2 separate regions of the Gossypium hirsutum genome follow, and region 2 is linked to region 1. Evidence: chromatin contacts called from public Hi-C data. All regions are on one chromosome and are shown on one strand. Each heading gives the region's core, a stretch centred on a gene start, on an enhancer-like site or on the middle of the called end of the contact. The rest is flanking DNA. Distances are from core to core; before and after follow the strand shown. Region 1 holds the start of LOC107949501. Region 2 holds the start of LOC107949497 (probable membrane-associated kinase regulator 2).

Region 1 (6,019 bases), core at 2,135-4,634:
CTTAGGAGCAGTCGAAATAAGTGAAATAGATAAGAAGTGTCAATATCAACACAATTCCTTCAAAATACCTCAAGACTTGATGTAAAACCAGGAAATGTCAGTGTCAAAGACCCTTTATCACCTTGCAAGCCAGAAGATACTATAAAACCATTTGGTCTTTTCAGCTTCATGTCAGCTATTAATAAGTCATCTAGACCACAATCCACATCCCATAAATGCAAAAAGGACAAACTAAATCGAACAAGATATTCTTCAAGTGACTTGATCCAGTCATGCTCTTCTATGGCATCTGTCGAACTCTGATCAGTGTTAAAGCCATCATCCGAATTTAAATGACGGGGACTAAATGTCTCACTCAAATGTTCCTTTATATAGCTATTCTCTCGCCCATCACCATTCTTTGATATACGCTTGCGCTTCTGACAAGGATCAATCAATGCTGCAAGATCAAAACTCAGGGTAGCAATTCCAGGATATGGGCAAAAGCATTTAATGGGTTGCTTTCTAGTTCGAGAATCAAATGGTGCCTTTCCAGAATTCAGTTTACTATTATTTGCTAGCAAAGTACTAGACCCAGTCATTTTTGACAAAGAAACCCCACTTTCTGAATTATTTAACCTGTGCTGAGATAAGTTCCCATCCTCATGTATTGGAAGAAGTAATGATGAAACTGAGGTATTTCCACTCAGTGATGAACCTGAAATGGAAGTCACGCTAATTTCTTTGCAGAAATGATCAAACATCGAATGTGAAGCAGTCCCACGAAGGACCCTTTCTCTGGAGCCGGTCTTCACATCCCATATGTATAGAACATCAATGGCATCAGAAACTCTGGAATGGTGCCGGCAGAGACATGCAATATAACCTCTTGCACCATCCCAAACAAGTTTTGCAGGATAGTCAGGATGTCCAGGAAACATTCTCTCCACCCTTAATGTCTCAAGTGAAGTAAGAGCAACACAAGAGTCCTCTCCGACAGAGAGAAAGCAATCACTCCAAGGGCGTTCAGTTCGAGCAGGGGGTAGAATGATTTGGCGCACAGGACCAACATGTTGGTGCATGACTGTAACAAGATTACCAGAATCAAGATCCCATACACGAATAGTGCAATCCATGCTTCCAGAAACTAAAACCTGACTAAAACTCCATCCTTTTGCAGCACCCATCATCCGATGTGCTGCCAGACATAGTATAGCACCCGTATGCCCAGCAAAGTTTTGTTTGGATATATGAGAGTCTACCTCAAGGCGTGGACTTCCAGCTGGAGAATCAAGCCCCCTAAACAAATTGAACCACACAACTTGGATTTGACCACTAGAGAAGCCATATACAATCGCAGAAGGAGCATAAAGATTTTCAGAAATAACCATGGAAGAAGATACAATTTGTCCCTTTGGGACAGAATAACAACTATCATCTACATGTATGCTATCGACAGTTTCTGAGACGGAAACAGAGCTCTGAATAGATGTTAATTTGGTATTGAATCCACCCAAAGATTCGCTTTTATGATCTAAACCAGCAGTCGGAGTCCAGCCAAGAAACGAAATGCCTTGTCCAAGCATTTTGCATTCATCAAAGAGTTTGCCACGATCACATCTCTGCTGAAGTGACCAGATTGTAACACGTGGTTTCCATTGAAATGAGTCTTCAATAGTGAAGCAAACTGATTCAACCCGAAGAAGTATTTGGCTCAAGTGGACAAAAGAAAACGACAACCTTGCACCCAGGGGAAATGACATGGCAGGGATTTCACAAAGAGGCTCATAATTGAATGTGTTATCTAAATATGATATTGCATACAAAACTGCAGATCCTATATTATTCCACACTAAAAAAATTTCAGATTCATGGGTTACACCAGTAATTTGTGCATTCCCATAATTTTTACTTTCAAGAAACATAGCCCCTACAACATGTGACTGACCATGATCATCTTCAACACAAAGGACATTGTTCATGAAAAGAATCACTCCTATTGTAATGGCACCGTCCAACAGCCTAAATATAGATCGATCTTTTAAAACAGTAGCAACAGTAGTCCTACACGTTGCAATTGACACTACTTGTCCAGCCTCAACAAGGCCATCTTCCCATGCCTCTATTTCTTGCTTAGAAGATTTCTGCAACCTAGTCTCACCCTCACTACCTTGATGAAAGTCCTTTGTCAAAGGAAACAATTGTAGCTTACCAAAGGAGTCAGCCAAGAGTGAACAATGTATTTCTCCATCATCAACTGAAGAAACAACATCCATAAACTTCAAAGGCCCAATGGACAAATTCCCATGAAAAACGGTTTGTACAATAGTAAGAGTATACGTATCAACAATAACAACAGTACACTTAGGAGGCTTCCTGTTCTGAGATTCTTTATCCATTGAAATCTCACCCCCTTCGGCAGATTCCATCAACTGGTGGTCAGTTAAATGTGCAGCATCAATAAAGCAACAGCCTACACAAGCATATCTTGGATTCCAAGGCAATGTACGAATAATCGATGGGCTGCCCACCCAAGGTGGCAGTTTTCTTCTACGCCTGCAGTGGCCACTACTTCTGCTCCAGACGCACAACATACTGTCAGTACAAGCACTTAGTAAGGCACCCCCATTATCAAAGCTAGAGTTGAAAGCAACATTACTTGAATAGTCCATGCTTTGTTCTCCAGATACTACAATGGGACAGCAAATGGCGAGATCAGCTATTGGTGCAGCATGACCGCACAACATAGCAATTGGTCGAATTTCCTGAATATGATACAAATTTCGACCATCAGTCTAAATTCAACAATCTAAACTATACCCTAGCAAAACCCAGATTTACTACCGAGCAAATGCATATATAATATCAAATTGAAGCTCTCTGGTCATTCAATTGCATAACACAAATATAATAAGCTAATTATTCTTAATAAGAAGAAGAGAACCCGAATCTTTTAGTTATATTGTTTTCCTAAATTGAATCGAGTAAAGTTAGTTGGTTACCGAGTGGGAATCTGAATTGGAGAGGTTCCACCAGAGGATGGAGCCATCGGATCCGCCAGTGTAGAGAGTCGGAGGGTGGTTGAGAGCGGCTGTGGCTGTGACACGATGGACCGGAGGCGTGCCTGACCATATACACGCCATGGATCGGCACTTCATGGCCTATGTAGTAGCTCTGCCTTCAAATGTGTTGAAGGCTGCGTTTTTATTACAAATTCGATGCGCAAGTGTCTATATTTTGGACCCAGATACCACTATATACATTTTTGCTTATTTCTTTGTTCTGGGCATGAATCTTTTCGAATGAACTTTTTACTGGTACCACTACCACTCTCTCTCTATTCATCAGCACTTCATAATTTTGCCAGAGTTTTGAGAATCTTCTACTTAGTTAATTAGCAAAATGAACAGAAAAAGGTTGATCTAATTATATATTTTTCAGGATTTCTTTTTTAAGTTTTACCAGGACAGGACCGGTCCAATTAAAGTTGAACCAATAAACCGATATAAACCAACAATTGAATAGGACCTTTTTAATTATTTTTATTTTATGTAATTTTTAATAATTTATTTAAACAAAGTTCCAAATACAACCCACATAACATCGAAAGTAAGAGCCAATTGTAAATCTTGGTTCCCTATTTTATCCAAGCTATTAGTATTTAAGATTTACGATGTTATCAAACTCTCATAAATTTTGCCTTTGTGAAAGCGCATCGCATTGTATCATGGATGGTTCTGATTTTAAAGCCGCTGAAGTGCCTGAAACTACTTCAGGCTTTTGTTCATAGGTTACCAAAATCTCAATGTTAAAGCATAAAACGGCCGAGAGCCATAGCCACCAAGTTCATAATTTTTTTTCTTTCCATTTGACTTGGAAGGGTACTACCCCAACCACAACAGAAGCTGAAAACAGTTACGATACGAAATGATATTTCGTTACCTACAAGAATTAAAAATCAACATACTGGAATTAGAATCCGGTTTTACATATGATAAGAAAAACCAAGCTCCGGCTGGTAACCGAGCTCCATAGCTCTTCTCCTATGTCATTCCAGCAACTTTACCTTCCAATTTCCTTTTGCATCCAACAATAGTCCAGCCAGCCATCACAGTTTCATTCAACAAAACACCATCATTAAGTAGAGACAAGAACGACCCTATTGGTCTATTGGTCATCCAACATTGAACTTTACGGTCTTACTCAGCGCTTCCCACCCTGAAAGAAGATAAAAAAAGGGCACAAATTGGTTTAGTGCCAGAAAAATAAAACGAAACAATCTGATAAAAACAGCTGAAAATGGACAATCTAACTAAAGCTGCACTCCCATCACTAAGTAAAAAAGAAGTGAAACCAGGGAAGGGGCTGTTCAGAAAGGCGCTGAGTCGTTGACAAAGCAGCAATCAATGTCAAAGGAAATTTTGATAGTAAACGGTTGAACCTCTCTCTCTCTCTGTGGCATATTTCTACATGGGTCCTATGTCCATTTGGTAATAACTGATCCATTGACCAGAAACAGTAGGACGCAGTTATACATATATCTGGTGACTCAAGCTTTATACCTGATTATCGATAAATATTATAGGACGGAATTGCTTACCTTTATACATATATTCCTTGGTGATTCAATTTATCAATTCATGATGACTAATAGTTTCCTACCTTGTGAGGTGGGGTTCCTGGTCTGAATGTGTTGTTGCCAAATCCACCCTTTCCTTTCTTCTCTAAAGATTTAAGAATCTGAAACGAACATGTTAAACTATCATCCACACTCATCATGGCACCTGCATTATCGAATTCCCCGCAGTAGTTTGGAGCAGAGAATATGGTCACCAACTGTCGCTTTGCAAAGAACTCATAGCCATCTTCTACAACCTAAACGAAGCATAAAAACATAAAATTTAAAAGACAATAAAGAATACAAACATTAATTACTAGAATTTAGTCAGTCTGCCCACATTGTTATACTGGCAGTAACACGAAGGTTCCAGGAACCCTAAACTCTTCATTTTTCACAAGTTTCCCACGAGTTCCTAATATACCATCAAGTCATGCAAATTTAGCAAAATAAATAAATAAAACAAAACAAAACGAAGTTAAGGTCAATACGGATAACAATACCTGGTGAGCTCGGCAAATGAGATCAAGGTCATGTTTCTTAAGGAATTCAGAAACTATGTCAGCCCCAAATGTATATGAAACTCCCCTATCATTCTCTCCCCAGCCATCAAGATCTTTATCAGGATCAGCCCAAAGAAGATCACAGAGAAGGCCCTGATCTGGCACATCAACAGGGCGAGAAATGCTACGGATCTGATCCAATGTTTTCAAGTCAGGAGATAATCCACCATGCATGCAAAGGATCTTCTCATCAATTAGAGCAGCAACAGGGAGGCAATTAAAGCATTCTGTAAACAACTTCCAGACACGAACATTAAACCTTCTTTTGCACTCATCATAGAAACCATATATACGGTTAATTGATGCACATTCATGGTTGCCTCTAAGGAGAAAAAAATTCTCTTTGTATTTGATTTTGTATGCTAGGAGAAGGCAAATTGTTTCAATGCTCTGCTTGCCACGATCAACATAGTCACCTAGGAATAAATAGTTTGCTGTAGGCGGATATCCTCCGTACTCAAACAAGCGTAGAAGATCAGAAAATTGACCGTGAACATCTCCTGCCAAAATAGTATGAAAGTAAACGCAGAATTATTACATTCCCAATTTGTTAAAACTTAAAAAACCTACAGAAATTAAAATTATATTATTTATATGGGAAAAAAAATGCACACCAAGCTCGTTTGATGAAGATCAAGTTAATGTGGTAGTGAATGAAAGATAAATTCAAATTAGAGAAGTCCAAGCCCCTAGAATTACCAAGCAGACCTAACTGACTGAAATAAAAGACCTTGAAATTATTGAGCATGTGATCCTATATACAAACCAAAATGAGAAAAAAACACACAGAGCTATCGTTCAAGGCACAACAGCTTCTGCAAAACTCTAATGACACTTTAAGGCCCACTAAAACCATCAC
Region 2 (5,887 bases), core at 1,658-4,157, 410 kb after region 1:
ATTTTTCCCTAAAATAAAAATAATATAACTAAAGCACAACCAAAGGACATTGATAAAAAGTTTTTTTCTTCTTGGTGCTTAGTTCCAGCTTTTGCTTTCTTCACTGAAAGCTAAAAGTGATGGCGCTGAAATTGCCCATCTCATTCCCAATTTTCTTGCCACCATCTCCGAAACCTTATTCTAACACTATCGAGCCCGGCCACCAACCGCCGACCGAGATTTGATTCTCCTGCTAGAACAACGCCGAGAAATTCAACCACCGCTGACATGCCCAACAAGAAATCAAAGATGGCATTCGCCGTTACCGCCGCTTCGATTCTGCCAACAAGAAAAGGTAAGGAACGAACCACCAAAAGCAGCACCATGGATCACCAAGGAGAATTCTAGCCTCTAAAGCTTTAGGAGAAACAAAAGGAAAGAAAAACGAAAGGGGGGAAATGAAACAATACTGATGAGGAAGGTGGGGATGGAGGGAAGGTTGGGCGACAATGGAAAATACAACGGAAACAAATGTTTTTTAATGTTATATGAAGAATAAAATGGAAATTGAGAGAAATTTTAAAATGATAATAATGCCATGTGTTCGTCATTTGGTGCCCCGTCATTTTTCGTAACGGCTTGAGGTAAACTAGTTGACGAAATATCGTTGCAGCTTGAGGTAAACTGATTCCACGCACACCAATTGGGAATACCACGTTGAAGAATGAGGTATCAAATTTAAATACAAAAAGCAAGTTGATTATTTCGTCCACTTGCGGTTCAATCAAAGTCTACCAGGAGTTAAAGTTTATTTTAATTCCTCTACTAAAATTATTGATAATTTAAATAAAATATATCATACTCAATTAATTTACCCATAGTTCAAACTCATGAAAAACTAACCGTAAAAAAAAACTAATATATTTTTGAACTCTTTCAACCACGTAATAGTTAAAAAAATACATGAATTTTCTTTAAGCTGATTGGATTTTTTATGAATTGAGTCGGATTATAATATATTTTATTTAAATTACCAATAATATTTAATAAAATATAATGTATCAATTAAAAAAGAAAATTTATAGAAAGACTAAAATAAACTAAGTCAGTTGATATAGAATTGAGCAAACATGGGGAATAAATTTTTAGTACATAGGCCCATTTCACATAAGTCGTAGGTATGGCGTTATAAGTCATCAGGGCACACTCCTTGGGCTACAGTAATTGTATTATTTATAAGAATAATTTCATAAACCAAGATTGACATTATAAATTGCATGGTCGTCATAATTAACATTTACAATTGTGGGAATTTGCTTGCTGTCTGTTCCTTTTTCCCTGCTTTGGTTCCCCACTTTTCTATTTTTTTGACCATGAATTACAACATTATCCGAAATTAAATTTGGTGATAATAATGGAGCCTGCATTTGCATAACATCCTTTTTTTTCCTTTTCAAAGATGGATACAAAGGATCTGATTCTTCTCACTTTCCCAGAAACAGGAACCCTTCAGCTACAAAATAGTGAGAGAATTGCAAAAGAACCTAAACTAGCTTGCCTTTACTTTACACACACGGGAATTTTTTCCACCATTTCATGCTTCAAATTACTCCGATTTTTCATTAGAGCTTGACGACATGGAAGAATCTACAATAAACAAAAATAATGGTTCAGTAACAGAGATGGTAAAACAAAAAAGGCTGATTTTTTTTTTTTGAAGTAACAAGTAATGAGCTTTTAAATGAAGTACCTGGAGAACGATTGAAAGATCTTTTGCAATGCAAGATGGCGCTTTGAACGCCGTCCTCTTGCTGCAACTGAGAATCATCTCTCCTCTTGGACGAAACCACCGACGACGGAGGAGGAGCAGCCGCTACGGCGGAGGAAGCTGATCTATTACTTCCCAAATGCTTACAAACCACTCTAAGTCCCGCTGGAACATTCACACGCTTGCTGCTCTTCAAGTGCACCTCATTCTCTCCAACTGGTTCTTTAGCCACCGTAGACGGTGGGTTTAACTGCCCTGAAAACTTTAATTTCTCACCGTACCTTCTCGAAACCTTAACATAAAGTGGCTTGACTTTCTTTAAGTATCGTTGCATTACATCTTTGGAGAATCTCTTTTCATCGGAAACAGAACCGTCGGAGCTTTGCTGTTTTTGAGACTTACCGTTGTCTTTGGAGAACAGAGACATTATAGGAACCTCTTCAACCTTGAACTTCACTGTAAAAAACCTGTTCTTGTTGTACTTCTTGTTAGTACTGTCGTTTCCTACTTGCTTTTTTGGCGGCTCTGTTTTTTCATTTGAGTTAAGCTTCGTCTTCTTCAACTTCAACAAAAAAACACGAACCTTAGCAGCTGATTTCAACAATGAGACAGTGCATTGTTGAGGCTTTGACTCCAAAGAAGAGTTCGACTCAACGGGTACTGCAAAGTCGAACTCGGTTTCACTTTCACCATCGGAGCAACCACCGTCAGGTTTGGTATCAACCTCACTTTCATCATCTTCAACATTATCTTCTTCGTTGTCCTCAGATTCATCCTCATCAGGAACTGAAAATTCTAAGTCAAAGAAAGGTCCATCGTCGTCGTCGTCAGTATCCACTGCCAGATGAGTAGTGGCCGCCGTGACAATCGTGGTCGTTGTGCAACCAGAACTGGCGGAGGAACGTGTGTTAACACAAGCATTGGTACCGTCGCTGCCGCCGCCTCGCCAATACTTAAGCAAGCTAAAAGCTTCCATAGTTGGGAGAGCCAGTATAGAGAAAAAGAAGATAAAATTTGAATGGGATTTTTGAAATAGAAAAAGTAAAGTGAAAAAAAGGAGTGAGAGAAAGTGGGAGGGTTTAGGGGTAATGGGAAGTGCAGCAGACTGAACATAGAAGGGGGTAACCTTTTCTCGCAGGCAAGAAGGAAGGAAGTTTAATCTTCTTTTATAAGCTTAATTAAAATTTGTGCTAATATATAAATATAATACAAGTGAAAATCAAGGGTGATGAATCTACAACTTAATTATAACACAATAAATAATTTAATTAATTAATCATAATAAAAACAAGAGTGGTAAATTTAAGGTTTTTATGTGGATTTAAATTTAATTATATGTATATTTTTATTAGTTTTTATTAAAATAAAAAGATTAAAATACCCTCAAATAATATAAATTATTTAATTATTGAAAGATATTTTCATAATTTTTCTAATAAGAGCTTAAATAATACTATAGAAGTATAGATATATAACTGATGTAGATAATAATTTATACATATTACAAAAAATGTATAAAACATATTAAAATAAAGCTTTGATTGTGTAGTAAATTTAATGTTTTACTAATTTGATTAGTGTGGATTTAAATCTCACAATATGCATATTTTTATTGATTTTTGTTAAAATGAAAAGACTAAAATATCTTCAAGTTATGTAACTTATTTTAATTACAAGATATTCCCATAATTTCCTAAATGGGTTGGTGCCTAGTTGACTTATGATCCCAACTCAATTAAGAGCTTAAATAATAGTAAGTATACAAGTATAAATATATAATTGATGGAGATAATAAATTTTGTATATTAAAATAAAGGCATAATACAAAAAATAGCTCATAATATTTGGTTGTTTGGTCACTTTTGCCTTTTATTTTTTTTGGATCACTTTGGCCCCTAATGCTTTTTTTTTTTTGTCAAATTAGTCTATTTTTAACGGACATACTGACGTGGCCGCTAGTTGACTAATGTTCAACATTTATCATTGATGTGGTGGTTCAAATATAATTAAAAGTTGCACTATTTTGTCTTATATCAACAAATGATTTTAAAATTATTTTTAAAAATTATTAAAATGATTTTAAAATCATCATCATCATCTTCATTGTTCCTCATCATCATCCCCGTTCCCCTTCAAAAGCCTCCTTAATCATTTTCTGGGTTTTTGAAACTTGTTTTTAAAATTATTAAAATTATTTTAAAACCATCATCATCACCTCTGTTTCTTCTTCTCCATTGTTTACTGTATTAAAGAAATCTGTTCTTAAAATTCGAAACCTGTTCTTAAAATTCTTACACCAAATTCAAAATTTAAAAGACCTTACAAGACAAGCATAAACCTTTATTATTTTTGGTTTGGTATAAAGGAAGTCATGGCCAAGAGATAAGTTCTGGGTTCATTAACCTTTATTGTTGTTTACAAAAGTAATTACTTATCCAATAAAGAAAATTTGGATCCACTAAACCCCATAGCGAATGAAAACCCCCAAAATCTGCAAATAAATTAAACTTAATTCTCATTTCCTTTACTAACCCATATCATACCCATCCTCATCTCAAAAATTCAAACTCAAACCCAACAATCTAAAACACAAAGAAAGAGCAAAAGAATAAAAAACCCTATCTTATTCCATGAAATTTTTTTTCTTCCTTCTTATTGTATTAGCCATTGATATTAAATCATTATAAAAAGAACCCATATTGGATCTTTATTTTCCCAGATTTGAACCCAAAAGAAAATGCCCGAAAAAGAACCCAGGGATAGATACATATACAACAAAGATAGAAGAAATAGAGAGTAGAAACCAAGAAAATCGCTTCGAAAATGGAAATGATTTTGAAAAGCAAATCGTCAATGAAAGAAAAGTGATGAATGTTTAGTCTCTTCCATTTGAAAGTCGGCCCTAAAACGTACTTCCACCTCCATGATTCTTTCTTCAGTAGCCTTTTGAATATTCTTCATATCTTTGTTTTTCCCATTATGGGTTTTTATTTTCAAAATATTTTGTGGGATTTTTTTTAACCTTTGATTGAAGAAGAAATATGGTGAGTTTTTTTTTTTTTTAAATGTGGTAGGAAACTTGAAATGTAGGAAAGAAATAGAGAGTTGAGGAGAAGAGACTAGGGTTTTTTTTATTTTTTTTTAAATAATTTTAAAATTATTTGCTGACATGTCATATAAGAGAGATTTACCAAAAAAAGCTAAGTTTTTTATAAAATTACTGAAATAGGCCGGTTTTTTAATTATTTACCGGATTGGGCCGTTTCCCCCAAAATCGCGCCACGTCGGAGCGATGTCAGGGGACGGGGCAGAAGGTCGCGTCCATGTCAGAGCGACCTGCTGACGTGGACGCGATGTGGACGCGCGCGTGAACAGTGCCCAACGGTCAAAAAATTGACCGTTGCCCCCCCCAAACGGTCAAATTTTTTTTACTATATAAACCCCCCACCCCTTTTATTTTCACAAACAAATTCAATATCAATTTCTTTCAAAAATTCTCTCAATTCCTTTCAAAATTTCTCTCAATTCCCTTCAAAATTTCCATCAATTTCCTTCCAAAATTCTCTCAAACTCTCAAATTCCTTCCAAAATCCTCTCAATTTCCTTCAAAAAATCTCTAAATCCATATTAAATTTCTTTTTCCATTAAATTTCATTTTTTAAGAAAATTTTAAAATTTTTTATTTTTTTTAAATAATTTTAAAATTTTTAATATTTTCAACAATGGTCGGATCATTGATTCGTCTTGATAGGAATCACATATCGGTGGAGCAAATGAACATGGTAAGTATTAAATTTAAATTTTAAATTTTTTTAAAGATATTTTTATTTATGTATTTTTAGATATTTATTAATATATTTTTTGTTATAAAAGGCTGAAGATCGGGTATTGGAATGCAATATTCGGAATATGCATGCTCCATCACCGTTAGTAGAGAACTACCTGCGGGAAGCGGGATTTTGGCACGTGGCGACGGTAGGCCGGGGATGCAAGTTGGAGCCGAAACTGATCAGTGCGTTGATCGAGAGGTGGAGACCTGAGACGCACACATTTCATCTTCCATGTGGAGAGTACACTATCACTCTAGAAGATGTCCATCTGCATTTGGGATTGCCGGTGGATGGGCACCCAGTGATCGGG

Evidence for each region. Hi-C and Micro-C count contacts between places; a contact is called where the count stands out from the background.
Region 2: a contact with region 1 is called in a Hi-C map of leaf, with 2.8 times the contacts expected there. The contact joins the promoter of LOC107949497 here to the promoter of LOC107949501 in region 1. A contact is called at or near these places in 2 of 34 Hi-C or Micro-C datasets (leaf and seedling).

What each region holds. Positions count from the first base shown.
Region 1 is chrD03:31,765,200-31,771,218 of Gossypium_hirsutum_v2.1, forward strand. LOC107949501 reads right to left here and starts at 3,385. Exons shown (of 9, transcript XM_016884162.2): 1 at 2,982-3,385; 2 at 69-2,744. The coding sequence starts at 3,137. LOC107949500 (serine/threonine-protein phosphatase PP1) reads right to left here. Exons shown (of 4, transcript XM_016884161.2): 2 at 5,101-5,660; 3 at 4,642-4,854; 4 at 3,825-4,197. The coding sequence ends at 4,183.
Region 2 is chrD03:32,174,843-32,180,729 of Gossypium_hirsutum_v2.1, forward strand. LOC107949497 (probable membrane-associated kinase regulator 2) reads right to left here and starts at 2,908. Exons shown (of 2, transcript XM_016884157.2): 1 at 1,730-2,908; 2 at 1,196-1,626. The coding sequence starts at 2,723. The coding sequence ends at 1,586.